2 separate regions of the Zea mays genome follow, and region 1 is linked to region 2. A link is a contact called in public Hi-C data. All regions are on one chromosome and are shown on one strand. The core of a region is the stretch at or near the end of the contact, and the rest is flanking DNA. Distances in the headings are between cores, read along the strand shown. Region 1 has its middle 29 kb from the start of LOC103653334. Region 2 holds the start of LOC100193014 (histone2b 2).

Region 1 (5,340 bases), core at 649-3,148, 80 kb before region 2:
AACACACGGGCATATGGAGTCTTCAACAAATCCATTGGATTAGTTGAAGTTTCTTGTGACATTGTGTTTGATGAGACTAATGGCTCCCAAGTGGAGCAAGTTGATCTTGATGAGCTAGATGATGAAGAGGTTATGTGCGTCGCACTAAGGAACATGTCCATTGGGGATGTGTGTCCTAAGGAATCCGAGGAGCTGTCACAAGAACAAGATCAACCATCATCTTCCATGCAAGCATCTCCACCAACTCAAGATGAGAACGAGGCTCAAGAAGAAGAGGATGAAGATCAAGAAAATGAGCCACCTCAAGAGGAGGACATTGATCAAGGGGGAGATGACAATGAAGACAAGGAAGATGATCAAGAAATAAGGGATCAAAGACCGCCACACCCAAGAGTCCACCAAGAAATTCAAAGAGATCACCCCGTCAATTCCATACTTGGTGACATTCATAAGGGGGTAACCACTAGATCTTGAGTTGCTCATTTTTGTGAACATTACTCTTTTGTGTCTTATATTGAGCCATACAGGGTTGAGGATGCATTAAGAGATCTAGATTGGGTGGTGGCTATGCAAGAGGAGCTCAACAACTTCACAAGGAATGAGGTATGACATTTAGTTTCACGTCCTAATCAAAATGTTGTAGGTACCATATGGGTATTCCGCAACAAGCAAGATGAGCATGGTGCGGTGACAAGGAACAAAGCCCGACTTGTGGCAAAGGGATATTCACAAGTCGAAGGTTTGGACTTCGATGAAACTTATGCACCCGTAGCTAGGCTTGAGTCAATTCGTATATTACTTGCTTATGCTACTTTCCATGGCTTCAAGCTTTATCAAATGGACGTGAAAAGTGCCTTCATCAATGGCCCTATCATGGAAGAGGTCTATGTTGAGCAACCTCCCGGCTTTGAAGATAGTGAGTATCCTAACCATGTTTATGTAAGGCCCAAAATTTGTATGAGAAAAAATAATTATAAAATAAATATATGAAGAAAAAAATAGTAAATTCAGAAATCTCGAATTAAACTTGAGTACTGAAAACCGAGGACTGAATTTAGAAAACCAAGAATTATATTAGAAAAGAAGTAATAGAAGAGTTTTCTATGCATCTAAATGATTATGCATAACATTAACTAATGCACCATAAGCATTCATTTACATGAATATCTAATTTTGAAGTAACTTTAATTCCTATCCCACAATCAAAATACTATGTTCCTAAAAAGAAAGGAACAATAGGAGTGTGTTTCATATTTCTAACATCTATCAAATAAATAAAATAATTAAAATAAATATACATCTATTGCATCATAGTTGATTTTGAGTATGTATTAAAGAATTGAATTCCTAAACTTTATCTTGGATTTGAGTTTTAAATTTGTAAATCAAAAGGGGATAGAAAATAGAGAATGATAAGGAAATTCTAAAATTTAGAAAAGGGAGAGAATATAAATATATTAAAGAAAAATATCGATAAATAAATATAATCCTTCAGGCTAGTACTTTACTTGTGACTTAGAATTTGGACTGTGAACTTTAAACTTGAATTGAAAGGTGAAATTAGAAATTGAGAACGAAAATGTTTATGAACTCTATATTTCTCCTATAAATAGATGACAAGGATGATAATAAATAAAAATATTGGAAATATAATATAATCACAATTGAATGTTAATCAATATTTTAAATTCAGAAATTTAAAAAGGAAATTTAAAATTCAGTTTGAATCTTTAAAATTGGAATTAGAAAAGAAATGAAAAGGAAAAGGAGGAAAACTATCTAAATTGGGCCACAGATCTGGCATTCGGCCCACTTCCCTTCTCCCCCACTCCCACATAGCCCACTAGCGATGTTTCACTGATTGGCAGGACCCGCTGTCCAGTCTTCCCCTCTCCGTGTACCTCTCTCTTTTCTTCCTGACAGTGGGCCCCGTTCGACTGTGCCTCGTCCGATCCGCGCGGGTGCTGGACTCACCGTTGAGACGCTGGTGCGTGGGGCCCAGGGCGCAGTGACCCCATTTTTCTCTTCTTCTCTCCCGACTGCAACAGATCGCGACGGGCTCGCCACCGGAAATCTCTCGCGCTCCACCTAGGAAGGTTCGTGCTGACCGCTGGGGACCTATTGTCAGTCCCTTTTTCTCATGTTCCCCTTTTCCCATCTAGCCGACTCGTGGACCGCGTTGTCAGCACCATCGCATCCGCGATTATGGCGGATCACGCCAACAACCTTCCACAGAATGCCGACCGAAATCCTCGCGTGCCTCAGTGGTATTGTGGCCGCCGACCGGGATATAAAACCGCCCTTGTGCGCCTCGTTGACCGGCCGCAACTCACACGCGGAAGCGACCTCCACTATCGCCGTGAACCACTCCGCCGAAGCCAAATCACCGCCGCAGTAGTCCACCCAATTGCTTCGCCGCTGCGCTCTTGGAAGGTGTTCCTAGCCATTGCCGTGGTCGCGCTGTGCGTATTGGGCGCCTCGGCGGGGGTAGATTTTTGTCGTGCGGCTCCAGATTTCTCACTAGTGTCCCGACGTGTCGTGGTGCCACCGCAGGCCAAACAGTCGCCCAACCCTTCGGTATGAGCTTTCCCATGTTCTTCCCCATGATCTTAGTTGCGGGTAGCCTCAGTTTGTGTAGAATTTGGGAACCAGCGCGCGACCGTGGCCTCACCGGCGATACCTCCACCGCGATACTCGGCGGCGTCGCCGTCTATCGGTAAAGGAGATTGGGGAGAACCGCGTGGGTCGTTGATCGGTTGATGTACGGTCGAGATCGAAGGGTAGGTAACGTTTCGGCCAATTACATGGTGGTCGTTAGATCGTGATCTGAAGGATGGCAGTGAATATTGGTTCGGGTAGCGTTGGATCTAATCCTGGCCACTGGATTTAGATCTGATGGCCGAGGCGGCGCCATACCCATTCGGCTGGTTAGTTTTGCATCTAGGTCCTTACATTATTTTAGAATCAACCTGCAGTCCTCGGGCGCTGTTCACTAGGTCTGGGAATTTATTGCATCGAGGCCCTTGCACTCTCTGATTTTCATGTGCCTGGTCTAGGGAGTCTTTAAATCAGAGGAATTTAATTGGAAATGTATTTTTAAGGTAAAAATAAATGTTAGAAATTGTATAATCTATAGAAAACTCATATGAAATCCAAATCAATACATTCCAATTTCTATAATTTTATAATATTATTGTTTATCAATTAGTGCCACTGTTTTGACATGAAAGTCACATTAAAATTTATATCCTATTTAATCTTGTACAAAACACATAGAATCTTTAGAAAATCATAACTCCTTCGTTTTAATTCCGAATTGACTCGTTCCAGTTGCGTTAGTCTTGTATAAATATTTACTATGCAATAACAACATTTATTGTGCCTTGTCTCATTCTTCTATAATTGGATCTTTATTTAGCTTTTGTTGGTTAGTCTTGTTAAATTGCTTACCATTATAACCTACTAGAATAAGATCTATGGTCAATTTGTAACTTAGATTAAAGTTGAGATAATTAATTATAGAATATTCTCCTATATGGGATATCCTAACCAATTTATAATATAGTTTAATATTTTAATCACATAGATCTTCCATAGGTCATAACTTCTAAACCATGACTCCGATCTTAGTAGTTCTCGATCCCACGATCTCGTAGCATCGCGTAGATCATTATTATTCAGTTTGTACTTATGGTTGGTGTGATGTTAATTTTGTATATACCATGTTTGTTTGTATTGCAACGACTAGCAATGAGGTCACGAGGATCTGAAGAATCATCCTGGTACCTGGAATCTCAAGTGCTAGGCAAGTTGTGCCCTTGACCACTTTTATTACCCAATAATGTTCTTTAATACCACTTATTCATGCATAGGTTTATTTTTTATGGGACCCAATAGGTCACCCTAGTTTGTTTATCATTTTCTCTTGTTTACCCCTGAATCATTTGGGTAGTTATGCTATTGTTTTACATGGTTTTGGGTTAATATTTCATTATATTCATGTTTCTATTATTTTGTTGTGATATTTATGTTCATGATAAGATCATTATGTTAATGGGAACATGGAGAACCACCCGGGAAAACGTGCCACCACAAGGGAGGAATGGGACCCCTTGGCTAACTAATTAGGAAAGCTAGTGGAAGACTACCTTACTCGAAAGGGGCAAGGGCAGTAGGGGAGTTGCATGCAGGGAGGTTCTCGGGTTGATTTTGCTGCGATGGCGGTCAGATGAGGGATTCTTGCAAGTGCTCTTCCCATAAACTGTAGCTGGTTTTCGGAAGCTAGTGGAACTTTGTAAAGGTCTCGTAGTGGATCCCTAGCCATTCACCTCGGTAGTGTCTAAGGGCCTTGCAAACCCTGGCGACATGGGATACATGACTTGGGGGTACATGATACAACCTCTGTGGAGTGTAAAACTGGTATACTAGCCGTGCTCATGATCATGAGTGACTCGGACACTCACATGACTAATTTATGGAACTTAAATTCAATTTTTCATTTTCATTGCATGGGATTATTTATTAATTTTGTTCTATTATTTATTATGGTTTGGTATTCACTTACATTTAGTAACTGCTAATAAAATTTGACCAACTTATTAAAAGCAACACTCAACTTTAACCCCTATTGTTGATATGCCTTACACATCACATGAACTCCCACCTTTGGTAAGTTCATGCCACATTATTCCCCATAACTTATTAAGCGATGAACATGTGTGAGCTCACCCTTGCTATCTCACATCCCCCCATAGGAGAAGAACAGGTGGTTCAAGAGGAGCCACACAACGAGGAGTTCGATTCGATCTAGGTGGCGTCTCCCAGTTGACTTATTGGCGCCAAGGATGGACTTAGTTCGTTCCATATTTATAATTTATTTTGTAAGACTTCTGCTATGTAATAGGTACTCTGATTATATTGTGACATTTATCTCTATACACTCTGTTATTATATGTGTTGTCTTCTTTGGCGCATATATGAGATGCACTCGGCTTTGTCCCTTAAAACCGAGTGTGATAGTTTATAAGCTCTCAAAGGCACTTTATGGGCTCAAGCAAGCCCCAAGAGCATGGTATGAATGACTGTGAGACTTTCTTATCACTAACAGCTTGAAAGTCAGAAAAGCTGATCCTACTCTCTTCACTAAAACTATTGCAAAAGACTTGTTTATATGCCAAATTTATGTTTATGATATTATATTTGGGTCTACTAACAAGTCAACTTGTGAATAGTTTAGTAGGATCATGATACAGAAATTCGAGATGTCTATGATGGGGGAGTTGAAGTATTTCCTTGGATTTCAAATCAAGCAACTCCAAGAAGGCACCTTCATCAGCCAAA
Region 2 (4,847 bases), core at 1,879-4,378:
CAAAGGAAAGGTTAAAGGCTTGGGTAAAATTGCTATTTCAAATGATCACTCCATATCAAATGTGCTTTTGGTTGAGTCTTTGAATTTTAATTTACTATCCGTAGCTCAATTATGTGATTTAGGATTTAGTTGCAATTTCACCGTTGATGATGTTATTATCTCTAGTGTTGATGGTAGCAATCTTAAGTTTAAAGGTTTTAGATATGAAAATCTTTACCTTGTTGATTTCTCATCTAGTGAGGCAAAGCTCACACCTTGCTTATTCTCAAAGGCTTCACTAGGTTGGTTATGGCATAGAAGACTTGGTCATGTTGGAATGAAGCAACTCAATCGTTTAACCAAACATGATTTAGTCCGTGGCTTGAAAGATGTGAAATTTGAGAAGAACAAATTGTGTAGCTCTTGTCAAACCAGGAAGCAAGTGGCAAATACTCATCCAAATAAAAGTCAAATGTCTACTCATCGACCTTTGGAATTACTTCACATGGATTTATTTGGGCCAACATCGTTTGTGAGTATCGGCGGTAATTCCTATTGCCTTGTGATTGTTGATGATTATTCTAGATTCACTTGGGTTTACTTTCTTCGGGATAAATCTAATATGTTTGAAACATTCAAATCATTTGCTATATTGGCTCAAAACCAATTTGATTTTGATATCAAGAAAGTTAGAAATGATAATGGGTCGGAATTCAAAAATGCTAGAATTGATGAATATTGTGATGACAAGGGTATTAAACATGAATTTTCTTCCAAATATACTCCGGAACAAAATGGTATTGTTGAAAGAAAGAATAGGACTCTCATTGATATGGCTAGGTCTATGTTAGCCGAATATAATGTGTCGGATTCTTATTGGGCCGAAGCAATAAACACCGTATGTCACTCATCAAATAGGCTATATTGTCACAAGCTTTTGAAGAAAACTCCCTATGAATTGCTCATTGGTAGAAAGCCAGATATCTCATATTTCAGAGTATTCGGTTGCAAATGCTATATTTTGAGAAAGGGAAACCGACTCTCTAAATTTGAGAAGAAAATGTGATGAGGGTTTTCTACTTGGATATTCATCAAATAATAAGGCTTATAGAGTTTTTAACAATACTCATGGTATTATTGAAGAAGCATATGATGTTGAGTTTGATGAAACTAATGGGTCTCAAGATGAAAGCAATAATCTTGATGATGTTGGTGAAACTCAATTAAAAAATACTATGAAAACAATGGCCATTGGTGAAATAAAGCCAAAGGAAGATGATGATAAAAATAGTGTGGTTGTCATTCCATCCTCTTCAACCCTAAATGAAGAAAATCACCAAAGCCAACAGAATGATGAAATAATGGATACTCATGATCAAGATACTTCGAGTCACTCGGTTCCTCCTGTTCCTTCAACTAGCAATTATCAAACAGTATCAAGAATTCATCATTCTATTGTGAAGGATCACCCGGTTGATCAAATTGTGGGTGATATTAGTAAGGGTGTTCAAACTCACTCTTGTATAGCTTCATTTTGTGAACATTTCTCTTTTGTATCTTGTATGGAACCTAACCGTGTAGATGAAGCTCTACTTGATGTTGATTGGGTGAATGTAATGCATGAAGAATTAAATAACTTCACTCGAAATGAAGTTTGGGAACTTGTTGAGAGACCAAAGAACCACAACGTTATTGGTACAAAATGGGTGCTTCGCAACAAGCACAATGAAGATGGATTAGTAGTAAGAAACAAGGCAAGATTAGTTGCACAAGGGTATACTCAAATAGAGGGATTGGATTTTGGTGAGACATTTGCTCCCGTGACATGATTGGAAGCAATCCAGATCCTTCTTGCTTATGCTTGTGCTCATAATATCAAACTCTACCAAATGGATGTAAAGAGTGTCTTTCTAAATGGTAAGATTAGTGAACTAGTGTATGTTGAACAACCTCCCAGTTTTGAGGACCCCAAAAGTCCTAACCACGTGTACAAGCTTTCTAAAGCTCTATATGGGCTTAAGCAAGCCCCACACGCTTGGTATGAAAGGCTTAGAGATTTATTGCTTTTCAAAGACTTTAAAATTGGGAAGGTTGACACTACCCTATTCACTAAAAAAATTGGCAAAGATTTGTTTGTTTGTCAAATTTATATTGATGATATTATTTTTGGATCTATTAATGAATTGTTTTGTGAGTAATTTGGAAAAATGATGTCAAAAGAATTTGAAATGTCTATGATAGGAGAATTGAGCTTCTTCCTTGGTCTTCAAATCAAACAACTGAAAGATGAAATCTTTATAAGTCAATCAAAATATTTGAAGGATATGCTCAAGAAGTTTGGTTTAGAGAATGCAAAGTCTATCAAGACTCCTATGGCAACAAATGACTATCTAGACTTAGATGAGGGAGGTACTATGGTTGATCAAAAACTTTTTCGCTCAATAATTGGTAGTTTGCTTTATATTACCGTATCTAAGCCTGATGTTATGTTTAGTGTTTACATGTGTGCTCGATTTCAAGCTTCCCCTAGAGAGATTTACTTGAAGGCCGCAAAAAGAATTCTAAGAACTCCAAATCTTATAAAAATTCTCCAAATCCAAACAAGTCACAAAATCTATTTTATTGCATCGTAAAAAAAGTCATAAACAATTCAAAAAATTGCAGTCCAAATCTAGCCTCCTTTACGACAAAGAAAAAGTAAAGAAAATTTGCAGGATTAAAAATCCTATAGAAAATTTTACTATATGACTCTTTGAAACAAAGGATTGAGTATCCAAATCCTATAATTTTTTTTGTGGAATATAGAGAGATTTTGGAGGATTTTTGTCTTGATTTTTTATGAAATTGCAAGTATTATACAATCATATTCATATGGTTTTCCTAAGCGCTGCGCAGCGTGGCAAGCCTGCAGAATTTCAAATTGGCAACGGCGCGCCGGCGGAAAAGCATTTCATTTCCCTCCGTCTTCTCCCGCCCCCTCTCTCCACCATGTCAGCGATCCGCGTGAGAAGCGCATCTCGACCGTCCGTGCGAAGAAGCACCAACGTTCCACACCGTTTGAAGCCAGCGATCCGCGGCACCTGCCTCTCCACCAATCACGCTCACCTCTCCCGTCCTATAATAAGCGCATCGCCCCAAGCCACCATCCCCAACTACGGTAACTCGTCTGCTCGCATTTCCTCCCAATCCATCCCGCCTCCAAACCCGAACTCCAAGTCGCCCCGCATCGATGGCGCCCAAGGCCGAGAAGAAGCCCGCGGCGAAGAAGCCGGCGGAGGAGGAGCCCGCTGCCGAGAAGGCGCCGGCCGGGAAGAAGCCCAAGGCGGAGAAGCGTGTCCCAGCAGGCAAGTCCGCCGGCAAGGAGGGCGGCGAGGGAAAGAGGGGCCGGAAGAAGGGCAAGAAGAGCGTGGAGACCTACAAGATCTACATCTTCAAGGTGCTGAAGCAGGTGCACCCGGACATCGGCATCTCCTCTAAGGCCATGTCCATCATGAACTCCTTCATCAACGACATCTTCGAGAAGCTCGCCGCCGAGGCCGCCAAGCTCGCGCGGTACAACAAGAAGCCCACCATCACCTCCCGTGAGATCCAGACCTCCGTGCGCCTCGTCCTCCCCGGGGAGCTCGCCAAGCACGCCGTCTCCGAGGGCACCAAGGCCGTCACCAAGTTCACCTCGTCCTAGGCTGCGTGGCCTCCGCTTGCAGGCTTCCCTCGTATGTTCGCGTGTCTTGCTGTAGTTAGGTGCTGCTGTGTCTGGTCTCCTCCGGTAGCAACTGTTATCTGATGGAACAGTAACAATGCTTATTGAATCCAGCTAGTTGCTTATTTGTGGATCCTCTCTCTTTGTTGTTGGCCACCTTTATCTCGTGATGTTTGTGTGCATGTGAATACTCTGAATGTGCATTTCGAAGTTTGAGAAGTTACGACGCGTTACTGCCATTCCTGTGAATGTTTCGGTTGTGCACTTGTAGAATTTGGGGTAATTTCTAATTCGCGATCGAACATGTTTTGAGAAGTTATATAGTAATTTGCAGGCTGTAAATTGCTCTAATGTAGGCCGGGTTGTTTGTCGTGGCTTCAAATTTCCTTCCTGTTAACCCGGTCATGCTATATGTTTCCAAATGAAATTTCCACTTCATGCTAGTCGCTTAGCACTGGGTGGCGCAGAGTACTAGCTGCATCTCATTCAAATTCTCGGTGACCCTGTCTCCATTACTGTATCTTGTGTTTAACGAATTTTGTATTGATAAAACGGTAGCTGAATCACCTAATTTCTAACAACTTTGCCCTTTTTATTTATCACCGAATTTTGTAGTGATAAAACGGTAGCTAAATCTCAGTACTTTGATTTAATTCCATACTCAATTTCTTGTTCGTTGTCGTTGTGCTATCATTAGTAGGCATGGTGGTTGGTGATTTCGGAGATGTGATGCTCATGTGGTGAAGAGCGAATGATTTCTGTGGCCAATTCCTTCTGTACCCGTTGGTAACGTTACAGCTAAAATATCAGCACTATTGAAGGATACAGTATTTAACATTGCTGTTCTATTTTTTTTGAGTATTTTGAATCCAATGAACTCACCAATAAATTTCTTAACGTTTTTGTATTTTTTCCTTGAATTTCAGGTCGTTCGAATCTGAACATATTGATGTGCTGCATACTCTTCTGGAGCACCATTTGATTTTGATCCTCTCCGATGGCGTTATTACACAGAACGCTATGCTGCATGCCTCAACCATCTGGTCAAGGAAACCCCCACCTCCGCAAGGGCGCACCATTGTCTGCCTCCGCAAGGGCGCAATGTTCGGTACCCCAGGTGCCCATAGTTCCTTACTTTTCTGAAATTGGATCCTTGATCTTTGCAGTT

What was found. A called contact is a pair of places that touch in the nucleus more often than the background predicts.
Region 1: a Hi-C map of leaf shows a contact between it and region 2, with 7 times the contacts expected there. The contact joins the enhancer-like site here to the promoter of LOC100193014 in region 2. A contact is called at or near these places in 2 of 25 Hi-C or Micro-C datasets (endosperm and leaf).

The regions. Positions count from the first base shown.
Region 1 is chr4:65,945,364-65,950,703 of Zm-B73-REFERENCE-NAM-5.0, reverse strand. No RefSeq gene overlaps it. Among protein-coding and RNA genes, the nearest start is that of LOC103653334, 29 kb to the left of the region's middle. Within about 2 kb of position 1,898, at least 19 of the 20 cell types and tissues checked have an H3K27ac peak or open chromatin away from gene starts, as enhancers often do. A contact at or near this core is called in leaf, where this site is marked.
Region 2 is chr4:65,866,668-65,871,514 of Zm-B73-REFERENCE-NAM-5.0, reverse strand. It overlaps LOC100193014 (histone2b 2), which reads left to right and starts at 3,128. Exons shown (of 1, transcript NM_001138182.1): 1 at 3,128-3,895. The coding sequence starts at 3,209. The coding sequence ends at 3,661.